Linked DNA regions of Mus musculus: region 1 is linked to region 2. Evidence: chromatin contacts called from public targeted proximity ligation data. All regions are on one chromosome and are shown on one strand. The core of a region is the stretch at or near the end of the contact, and the rest is flanking DNA. Distances in the headings are between cores, read along the strand shown.

Region 1 (5,804 bases), core at 1,438-3,937, 110 kb before region 2:
ATAGTGGATACACCTGAAAAACAACTCCCACACCTAACGCTCAGGGAACACTGTGGAAGAGGGAGCAGAAAAATTGTAAGAGCCAAATTGGGAAGTTTGCTGTGAGATTCTGTCTCTTAGTGATGTCAGAAGCTACACCCATGAAGTCTCACCAACATGACTGCCCAAACAGAAGCTGAACAAGGATGACATCAACGAACATGCCAAAGTGAAAAGAGAAAGCCCAGGAGACCTCAGCCCTACACAAAGAACTGCAGGCAACGAAGAAATGCAGAGAATGAAGAAAAATAATCTTCCCCAGTGAAGAGCACACCAATTGGTTGTCCAATACTGAATGGTCAGCCATGAAAACATACATACAAGTAACAGACTACATACTGAGCAGGGTATATTTAGGAATACACACATATACATGTGTAACAATTAATGACAAAAGAGGCCATGAATTTGAAAGACAGCAAGGGAGTTTTGAGCAAAGAAAAGAAAGGGGAAATAAAACACAATTTTTAAAAAAATAAAATGAAGAAATTAAGGTCAAAAAAAACTTCAAAAGGCAAGAAACCTGAAAGGAAGGAGTGATGTCCAAGACCGTGAAAGATACAGAGCATCGTTATCTACTGGTGATGTAAGAAACACCACATGTATGTTTTTAAATTGTCCTAGCAGCCACACAAAGAGAGTAAATAGGAACATATGTGTTTAATTTTGACAACACAGTTAATATGTCAAAAACATCTAAATGATGCAGGTAAAAACTATTGATGATATACTTTATAATCTATGGAGTCATATGGTCTACAGATCATATGGAGTCTTCAGAATTGTGTATTTTATACCTAAAACACGTGTCAACTTAAGCTAACCATGTGACAAAAGTGCTATAGTTATGTCTAGCTCCTCATTACATTGTGTGAAACTAGAAGCTTTCATAGAATTCACAGAACCTGTACCCAAGAGCTCCTGCTTGCAGAGAATGAGCAAGTTAGCAAAAGAGTGGCCCCAGAGGCAAGCCAGGTGACGGGCCAAGAAAGCCAAGTGTGCAGTGAGAAAGTTAAGGCTACCTGCAGGTCTGTGCATGACAGAAGGCTGCTTCTAGAGATCACAGTCCACGTCTCACTGTGTCATTGATGTCTTAGATGGCTTTGGCTTCTCATCCCTTCCCGGCCAGCCACCAGCATTGGCTCACAGTGTTAAGTGTCATCTTAAAACAACTCCCCCGTAGGACTCCCTCTGCACACAACTACCTTTCCTTTCTTAAAGCCAGAGCTCCAGAGGTAAGTACATATTATCTCCACACAATTACCTCGTGTTTTCCCTTTGACTCTACTCTAGGTCGAGTCTGACTTCCATCTGTCCTCTGAGGCCACTTCTTTTCAGTGATAGCACTCACCTTCACATTGCAAAAAGCCAGCAACCAAATGCATAACCCTTGAGAGATTTAGGCATCGTTTTCCATTTTTTCCTAGAGCTCAGGGCTCTGCAAGGGCATCCTTACCTTTCTGTCTGCTCCTTACCACCTAAGCTGCATTCGATTTTTATTGTCTGACCACCTAATACTAAAATGGATCATCTCTCACCCCACCTTTCCCACAAGGTAAACTCTAAGGTAAAGGATATTCTATATTTTTTCCATTCCTTACTACTAATACATAAACAATGTCATTCATATTTATCCTCAACAGGATATATAAATATTGGAGCATTCTAATTCCTAGAGAATTATATGTTCAATAAATTACATAATACATGGAATACCTGGTACTGGAAGCCTCAACAAATTGCCTGTGAGGAACACTCCTTTAGTTAGCAGCTAACCAAGTCACCATTGCTTTTGAGACTCAATGTAATCTGAGTAAGTTAGACCAAATGACCTTCTGTTAATTTATTCACTTCTTCCAGGTGCCCGATATAGCACCCTTACACTTTACTGGGTTTAGTGTTTACCTGTTTAGTCATATCATAAATGACTCTCAGCCTCATAGACATGACTGTCAAATTTGGGTTCTTTAATACCTACCATTTAGGACTAGATTACATAGAGCAGTAGCCTTTTGTCGGGGTTAATTTATTTGTTGATTGGTTGTTTGACAGTTCCATGCATTTATATAATGAATTTTAATTGTCTTTCACCCCCACAACTCCTCTCATCTTCCTCTGGGTCCCTTCTCAAGTCCACCTCCAGCCTCCATCTCTTCTTTTGGCATACTGCCCACTATGTTTAGAGTTTCTTGTCCCAGAGTGGATGACGGACTTGTGCAATCTAATTTCTGAAAATGGAAAGTCCACAGAGCAAGTGTGACCTCGATTTTGCAGAGAGAGGAACAGAAGATACATCTTGCCCAAACACCACCAGATCCAGGGTTCCAACAACATCCTTCCTTCTAGAGTTTAGAACTTTGATTTTTGAGGAGACTCACAATAGAAAGACTTGCTTCTTCTACTGGAAAACAGTTGGTAGTATTTGCTTGGTGGGGAAGTCTATGGAGCAGGGAATCAGCCATAGCTGGGCTCAAGGACTGCAGATTAATAGCTAGAGTATGCCCAACACTGGTCAGTAAAGGATGTCCGCACTAGAGCTCCTCCTGCTGGCCCCAAACCCTAACCGCATCTACCTCTCGCGGGCATGAAGGCTGGATGGAACCTTCAAGGGCCAGTGGAACTAACTTCTGCGTGGCCCTCCTCACGTGGCACCCTTCACCACGGTTGCTCTGAGACACAACCGCAGCTGCGCTGGATCCGCAAGAGGTAATGAGGGGCACATGAAGGTGGCAGATGCCTGCCTGCAGGAAAGCCAGGGCAGAAAGATCTGGACCTAAAAGCAACCCTTTCAGGATTATCCTATTCTAACCTTGGGGTTGTGACAGAGTATGGATCCATGACCCTTGAACAGACCACATTAAGGACAGGCATTGGACACTGCTTCCTGGAGAGCTTCAATTGTATCCTGGCTTCTTTTTTCTCCCCAGTACAACCCTCCAGGTGATTCTTGTCACTTAGAAGAGCCTTTGAAGTTTATTACATTTTTTTGTAAGTCATCGCATAACGGGTAAGTTTTTAATTGTCATAATGGGCAATTTTTAATTCAAGAATCTTCTAAAATGCTTTCCTCTGTGCCTTAGTGTATTTTCTCCTTGTCAAATATCAATGGGCCATTATCGTGGCAACTGAAACCTTCAAAGTCCGTGACTTATATGAGGAAAAGGAAAAGTTTGTTTTGAAAGATCTAAAGACAATGCCTTGAATTTTTTTCTTTTTTTATTTATTAGATATTTTCTTTATATACATTTCAAATGCTATCCCGAAAGTTTCCTATACCCTCCCCCCACGCCCTGCTTCCCTACCCACCCACTCCTGCTTCTTGGCCCTGACATTCCCATACAACTACATATAGTGATTGAAGGGAACCAGAAAAGATTAGTGAGACTTTAGAGGCTGGGTGGGGTTGGGGAGCTGTTTCTTGGGAATGGAGGTAGAGATTATCAAAGCCAAATCTAACTAGAAAGCCACTCAAAGCAAATGTATTAACCTTGGACTGAAAAAACATAAATTATCTCTTATTTGTTTTAGTAAAATTAATGTATATAATATAATATATAAGTGTTTACATGATGTATAGGCAGCCAGGCTTCCAAGAAAATGGAACTAAGAAGTTGAAAGTGGTCAGAAGATGATAAGTTCTGTTTTTTCGTCTGTCTCTGATTTTCTCCGGGTGCCCTTCTTCCCACACATGCAAAGTTTCATGCTCTACGGTTCTGTACATTAGAACAGATAGAATCTAATAATGTCCTGGCTTCTTGCTTTTACATCTTCTGCAGCCTCACCAAATGGTTTCGATATCCACCTTTGTTCAGACCAGCTAGAATAAAGAAGAGTTTTCATGAGCATTAAATATAGAGGCTGAGGGGGGAGTTATGATTCATACAAACTAGGAACCATCACCCTCCCTGCCCATGCTAGAAATGACGAGTTATCCTTGTCTTGCCTACTGAACATCCCCTCTGGTTATCTTGTTCACTAACTTAAGAAACCTGCCTATACTCTAGAATACTATTTCTATTTTCCAGCCTCCTCTGCATCTAACATAAGCATGTGACACAGATCCTTCTAGTCAGGCACACACACCCCACCCCCAAACAGACTTAAACTTAGACAACACTGATGGGTGGGTACCAGGGTAGATCAAATCTACCAAGGGTCTAAATTTCCTGATGCAGCAATGTGGGCATATGAGCAGGTGCTCAAGGAATTGATGTGATCGGAGCAGTTATCACTTAGTACTTAGCGTAGTCTAACTTAAATCTGATCCGTGAGCAAAACTTTTTGAGAGGTAAATATTAGTTTTGTCAGAATACTACTAGTCTCTGGTGCAAAAGAACCTGTCAGAGGGCAACCAAGTATCTTTAAAAAAAAAATGAATGACAGCTGTAGAGTAGGGTCCCCCTCAGGCTTAGGAATCTTACCCAAGAGAATAACAATAATTATTAACTGATTTAATTTATGTTGTTTTTCTCCCCATTTTTCCCAGGAGAGGAACTTATCCTCACATCCCTCCATTATATCTTGATGAATATGCCACAGAATCGTTTGTGGATAAAAAAGGAACTGAGAGTCTTGGGGGTAAGAACAAAATGCTGCTCAAGTAAGTCCTCAGTGAGAGGGTTCCCACTCCTTATTACACGAGGTAGAAGATATATACCACCTCTGTTTCCACTATCAACTCCTCAAATGGAGGTAAATCGATTACAGTGGCTTGCGAAGGCGACATGGCATCAAAATATATACAGAGTCTAGAAATGGAGGAGAAATAGTCTTTTTTTTTTACCATCTATCAATGTTTTTAACCCTAAGATGATGACATGTCCTAAAAGAGGTGAGCAAATTGTCAGTACATCCAGAAGGATCTTCGGACTCCAGAGCTCTATGAGCAATGGTTGGCTTCTATCACAGACACACTGCTGTTTGCCCTGGCAATCCCATCCACCACACCCTTTGGGAGTATGATTTTGTATCATCTACTCACACTGCTGAATGATAGAGCCAGATTAAGAGTTAAACACAAGAGATTAAAAATTAAGTGAAGCTGGGCAGTGGTGGCGCACGCCTTTAATCCCAGCACTCAGGAGGCAGAGGCAGGCAGATTTCTAAGTTCGAGGCCAGCCTGATCTACAGAGTGAGTTCCAGGACAGCCAGGGCTACACAGAGAAACCCTGTCTCAAAAAAAAAAATTAAGTGAGAAAAATCCTAACAATCAACACACACACAAGCACAGGATGCTTAGAAAATAAGTAAGTTAAACAAAGTCACAAGATTCAAGATAAATTGTGTTTTTATAAGATAATAATGAACATGAAGATGTCAATCCCTAAAGGAAAAAAATTACATATATTAAAGAAACCATATATAGAACTTGTGGTTTGAAACTGACTAAATACAAATGAAAAATTCAACTTAGATTACATCAATAAAAAGACATGTTTATAGATTGCAAAGCTCAACATAGTAAAGATGTTAGCACTCCCTACACTAGCATATGGGTTTGACAAAATTCCTATTAAAATCTTAGCAATATCTTGTATATAGCTATAAATCAACAAAGATTATGTGGGAAGGAGAAGGAACAAAAACAGCTATATCAAGGTAGGACAAAGCACACTAGTTGATTTTTAAGACTCTGCCTACAGTCATCAAGATTATGTGATACTGTTTAAATATAAGAAAAACACAGAGAAATAGAGAAGAAGGCATAGTCCAGAACTAGACTCCACTGGTATGGCCAACTGATTTTGGGAATAGAAATTGTCTTT
Region 2 (6,001 bases), core at 1,794-4,293:
GAGAATCCTCTGGGGAATGTAGGAGCATCCTCTGAGTTTATGCCCATGGTGGCCCTGGACTGGCCAAATGTAATGATTCTTAAACAACCAAAAATTGAGGCATAGGGCATAGCCCAGCACAGTCCTAATGGCCCACATGCATGCTGTGCGCTCTCATTTTTGGAACAATGTAATAATTGCACAATTGTAGTTTCAGATTAATGTTTGACTTGCAACGTTTGAAAAAATTATTAGAAAATGAAACAGAGCCATGTACTGCTAAAGTCATACAGAGTTCATCACCAGAGAGTGAAGGAATTTACTGGAACTATGAAAATTATTAGTGTAAGAGACACTGTCATGGGATAAGGGAAAAGTGGACTAAAGGAACACGAACACAGGATACTTTAGTTCAGAAACAAAAAATCTATTGAGTCATTGTGTGCAATGTGCAGAAGCAGAAGCTAGCGAAACTGCAGAGTTAAAGGTTAGCCTGTTTCTTTCTAACCACTGCCTGACACCTTTGCCCTTGTTTATTGTTAGAGCTTCACGGGAAAACCACACGTAGCTAACCTCAGAGCTTTGAGCTCTGAAGTATAAGTCAATAGTTAAAGTTTAAATAATATAAGTTTGCAATTATTATTTGGCCATAGGGCTGAGAATAGGGAAAGCTTCGAACTTTGAGGAACAATCATAATTCTTAATTCTTTGTGAGATGTGGTCATTCTTTTGAACTTCATACATCTGGTAATGATTATACAATGTCTCTCTACCTGCTTTTTGGAGTAACAATAAAAGACTGGGGCAAATTAGAGGTGTGAGGTGTGTGGGAGTGTGAAGAGTGGAGAGTGCAGTATGTGAGAGAGAGAGAGAAAGAGAGAGAGAGAGACAGAGACAGAGAGATCAAGCTTTGAGACTTGCTCATTAGGTTGTACCCGAAAATGTTACCTGTGTGTTCATTATGCACCTTCCAGATATCCCTGCTTCCAGCTGAGACCCCTGATCCTGTGTAGAGGCTAGACCCCAGCAGGTTATGAGTCACCATGTGGGTGCTAGGAATTGAACCCAGGTAGTCTGGAAGAGGAGCCAAACCCTTTATCCACTGAGCCATCTCTCCAGCCTCCAGATCAATTTTTTTTAAGTCCAGTTCATGACTATTCACATTTTCAATAAATCAAGCACAGAAATACCCACATTTACTTACATAGGAGAGTAACAATTATAGAGAACAGGGTCATGAACCTGAGAGGGAGTGTGGGGAACTTCAAAGGAATTGGAGGGCACAAGGTAGAAATGATATAAATATAGTATTCATGTATGAAAAATAAAATAAATTTAAAACAGAATACAATGCTCTTCAGTGACGCTTGCAATAATGTCTTTTAATCAAAGTACTTCCAAAATTTTTCTTTTAAATAAAAGAGAGGGGAGGGGAGATCACAGTGTATAGATATGCATACTTTTCTCTTGTTCTGTCTTTTTTTACACTGGCTTCACTTGTGAACCTAGTGTTGGGGGAGGCAAAAATATTTCGCCTCCCCACCCTCACAACTGCTAAAAACTAATTCTCTTCTTACTAAATTTTTATTTTGGAAAATAGGGTTTTTTTTTTTCACTAAAGATGCTTATTTCTGCTGACATGAAATGTATAGCTTTAGCCTAACAACTAACAAATACATCTTAGTCATCTCTGCTTTCATTTATTCAGTGGTAAATATCAAAAAACGGAATCCTTATAAGCTCTTTCAGAGTCTTTAGTTGATTTCCTCCAAGTGCAAAGATGTCCCGAGTTCCTTGAGTTAGAATACACTCACCCTCTCAGAGCCCTAGGACACAGAGAATGGGTCTCCATTCTGGAGCCTCACAACCCAGTCTAAAAGCCCTTCACTCCTCCTCCTCAGAGGCAAGGGACCAAGATCAATGTTGAGTGACAGCTCTCTTGACCTGCCAGTCAACTTGATAACCTCCACCTATCTTCATTGTTGTGTTTTGTTTTGTTTTTTATTGCTCTGAAGAGACATATGACCAAGGCCACTGATTTTAATTAATTAACTTATTTATTAATTAATTAATTTGGAGGCCCACAGTTTCAGAGAGTTACAGTCTGCAATCATCATAATGGGAAGCAGGGCATCAAGCAGGCCGGCATGGCACTGGAGCGGTAGTTAAGAGTGTACTTCCTGCGGAGGAAGAAGAGAGGGGATCGGGGGAAGGGAGAGAGGGAATAAGAGAGAGAATGTGCACAGTGGGACACACCTCCTCCAGCAAAGCTACACCCCCTAATTCTTCCCAAACAGTTCCCAACCAGGAACCAAGCTTTTAATTTATGAGGTGGGGGGGTCTCACTCAAAGGACCACACCCTATGGAGAGCGGGGCCTTCTGTCTCTGCTGGGGATTGCCTCCTCTTCCTTATATTTCCATGTCACCTCTATTACTCCCAATCTGACCAGTCAGCTGGCTGTGCCAGCAGTGACTGCTTCCCTGTCACTACACAAGATCTTTCACAGACACTCTATGGGCTTTTTAGCAACGATAACAAGGTGGCACCAACAGGAGAGCTCATTAAACCTATTGTCCCTTGGTTCTGGAGGCAGGAAGTCTGAGTTCAGGGTGTCAGCAAGGCTCCATCCTTCAGGAGGACTGGGAGGAGAGTCTCCTCCAGGCTTCTCCTAGCCTCTGGCTTCTGGCAGTATAATAGTGAACTCTCCTTGTATTCACATCTGCTAATTCTTTAACCTACAACCCACGATGAAAATGCAAACACAGGAGATACACGCTTGAGTGTAATCCTGTGTCCTGCCTGAAACCACATCCTAGAGAGCCCTGAAGAATATCCACTGACCCATGTACTTGTGTTACTCTTACCAAAAAAAAAAAAAAAAAAAAATCAGCATTTGCTTTAAATCATTGAAATATCATATTATGTCTGCTTATTTCCATAGCCAAGGATGAAGCAGTTGTCTCAGGCAACACTGTACTGTGTTCCAAGCAAGGAATTTCCCAAGTGGGAAAAGGCTCTTGGGCTGTGTTTGCAGATCTTCCTGTTTGTTTGTGGGATAGGCCAACTAATTGTGTAAACTTCTCTCAGACTCGGGGTTTTTCAGTCCACTCCTGTTTAGCAAATAGTGCCCCAAAGCAATTCAAAGGGAAAGTGAAACTGACATTCTCAAACTTTATATAAAAAACCAAAGAGAAGATCAGCAGGAGTCTAGCAGACAACCTGAGCTGCAAGATGTCTCCCGTAAGTACCTCTTGATCTGTAAGGGGAAATCTATAGTGGGTAAGAAGGCCCATGGAAGGCCTCATCCCAGCTTACTGGAGAGAATGAGTGTCACCTTCTGTCTTTGAAAGCTTGCATTTAGTTTGTTATTATTTCTAAGTCTGTTTTTCCAGGAAGATATAGTTCTTGTGGGGTGGGTATCTCCTGTCTGACACCACAGAACTCAATTCTAAGCCTGGGATGTAGAGAGGAGACAGCACTAGGTAGGCATATGAAGGGCCAGCCAGGCGCTGCGGGAAATACACACACACACACACACACACACACACACACACACACACGCACACGGAAATATCTGGAAAGGACAAAGCAAAGGACTTAAGCGTAAGTTTCTCCTGGGTCCTCCTGTGTAAGTTCTTTCTGATTTTCTCCTCAGTTGTGGATCACTTCACTGACTTTTTCTCAACGTGCAGAGGCCTTAATTCCTTCCCCTTTTAAAATAGCTCTGTTCCAGCCCAGCAGACTTTTTAATGATCTAGCTTTCTCTAAAAGCTCAGAACAATGGCAGGAGTCTGTACCCTCTTCTGAAGATGAGGCACCCTGTATGTAGTTAGAATCTTCCTCTGCCCTAGAAAAAAACATTTGATACAGGCCCTGCTCTCTCCATGTTAGCTTTGCCTTCCCCCTCTAGCCTTTAACCATCTCACTTTTCTGACTGTTCTTGTCCATGACCTCACATCCTACTCTTACCCAGAGGAGCCTCTCTGTTTTGCTCCAGACTGCACCTAGAATTGTCAGGGTCAGAGTCCAGGCTCAAGCAATCCAGATTCATCTACCCAGTCCTTAATGGGCCAACTAAACAAATAAGAGTGGAAGGTAGAAAAAAATGAATTCATTGTGACTTCATTGAGAAGCAGAGCAAAGGGGTCCAGTGACTTGGCCCCACCTGGGCTTATCACTCAGTTTCTAACATGGAGTTTAAATAAAGAGCCAGAGGTATGCAAAGCGAAGAATTTCTTTTTTTTTTTTTTAATTTTTATTTTATTTTAATTAGGTATTTTCTTCATTTACACTTCCAATGCTATTCCAAAAGTCCCCCATACCCTCCCCCCCACACTCCCCTACCCACCCACTCCCTCTTCTTGGCCCTGGCGTTCCCCTGCACTGAGGCATATGAAGTTTGCAAGACCAATGGGCCTCTCTTTCTACTGATGGCCGACTAGGCCATCTTCTGATGCATATGCAGCTAGAGACATGAGCTCCGGGGGGGGGTACTGGTTAGTTCATATTGTTGTTCCACCTATAGGGTTGCAGACCTCTTTAGCTCCTTGGGTACTTTCTCTAGCTCCTCCATTGGGAGCCCTGTGATCCATCCAATAGCTGACTGTGAGCATCCACTTCTGTGTTTGCTAGGCCCCGGCATAGCCTCACAAGAGACAGCTACATCTGGGTCCTTTCAGCAAAATCTTGCTAGTGTGTACAATGGTGTCAACATTTGGAAGCTGATTATGGGATGGATCCCCGGGTATGGCAGTCTCTAGATGGTCCATCCTTTTGTCTCAGCTCCAAACTTTGTCTCTGTAACTCCTTCCATGGGTGTTTTTCCTAATCAAGTTGTGGTCTTACTCACCTTCACTGCCTCAGCTCCAGACCCTTCTGCAAAGTAGTCAGACTGTGGGCAGTCTCTTTCTGGAAGGTAACAGGCTCCCAGCCTTTTCCTTCTCCCAGTACAAAACACACCCTTAAGGCTTCCTGCCTCTCTCTGAGGAAATACCAAGGAGCTTACCTCAGCAATGGTTCTTCTTTCCTGAGGCACTGGCTGAAAGGGAGTAAAGTAACCATTCTTTTTCATCTACCCTGGAGACTCCCAAAGACTCAGAGAGACTTTTTACCCATGAACTTGAGAGAGAATGGGAGAATTACCAAAGCCATAAACATGGTCTATTGCAAAGCCACAGTTCAAACTCAGACATTTCAGGTCAGTATTCACGTCCTATTCATCTGATCTGCTTCCAGATCCCTCTGATATTTATCTTTGGTGGTGTGCTCATCATCTGCCTGATGCAACAATACCTGGCGTATAAGTCTTCTAAGAACGTCGTTAAAGTCTTCTGCCATCAAGCCAATGATGTGAGTGCTGGGGCTCTCTGGTGGGTGGAAATATGTTTGCTAAGAGGGTAGGTCTCTAGAAGGGACTTCCTGTTTTTGGCTTCCTGCCTAGAGTAAGGAGGAATCGCACAGTGTCTGAATCCTACAGGTTTGCACATCTTTTTTGCATCCTTATTACTAAGCCTTGCTGTCTCTATATTCCCTAGGTACATATATACCAGACCCAGGTCGTCATGACAAACACACTGGAAACCTCAAGTGGAAAAAGCCACCCACTGGGTCGTTCAGGAGAGATCCAGTCTTTAAAGAAGCAAAACTAGAGACCAAAATAAGTCCTCTTCCTTCTAGATGTGCATCATCTGCTTCTTCCTTCCCTAGAAGACTGAGGGAGCTATCTTTCACAGAGTGTATTCAGTGGTATACGTGGAGCTCAGAAGTAGACACTTGCCTTGCCTCTATTAGGACTTGATTGAACCCAAATACCACAAAATTCTTTCTCTCTGCTGAGAAAATGGAAATTTAAGATGGGAACCAAGCACTGTGTGGTCAACATCCATGAGCATGGTTTAATATACATACCATGTGCTTGTTTTTCTGCTTGTGAACTTGTGAGATAGAAAAACTCCCAAGTCATCCACTTTTACTTGTTATCATTCAGTCACATAATAAATTTCGATTGTGCACTTGATATG

The links.
Region 1: a contact with region 2 is called in a targeted proximity ligation map of CD8 T cells, with 7 read pairs. A contact is called at or near these places in 6 of 39 promoter capture datasets (embryonic stem cells, liver, neutrophils and 2 more), 5 of 484 Hi-C or Micro-C datasets (ECoMG myeloid progenitors, bone marrow-derived macrophages, liver and 1 more), 6 of 130 datasets of targeted methods (CD8 T cells, Th17 cells, bone marrow-derived macrophages and 2 more) and 4 of 9 other capture datasets (adipose tissue, liver, macrophages and 1 more).

The regions. Positions count from the first base shown.
Region 1 is chr19:11,162,213-11,168,016 of GRCm38.p6, reverse strand. Ms4a19 (membrane-spanning 4-domains, subfamily A, member 19) reads left to right here and starts at 2,687. Exons shown (of 8, transcript NM_001370777.1): 1 at 2,687-2,745; 2 at 2,967-3,027; 3 at 4,526-4,617. The coding sequence starts at 4,564.
Region 2 is chr19:11,047,608-11,053,608 of GRCm38.p6, reverse strand. It overlaps AW112010 (expressed sequence AW112010), which reads left to right and starts at 3,043. Exons shown (of 3, transcript NR_102366.1): 1 at 3,043-3,221; 2 at 5,217-5,330; 3 at 5,516-5,997.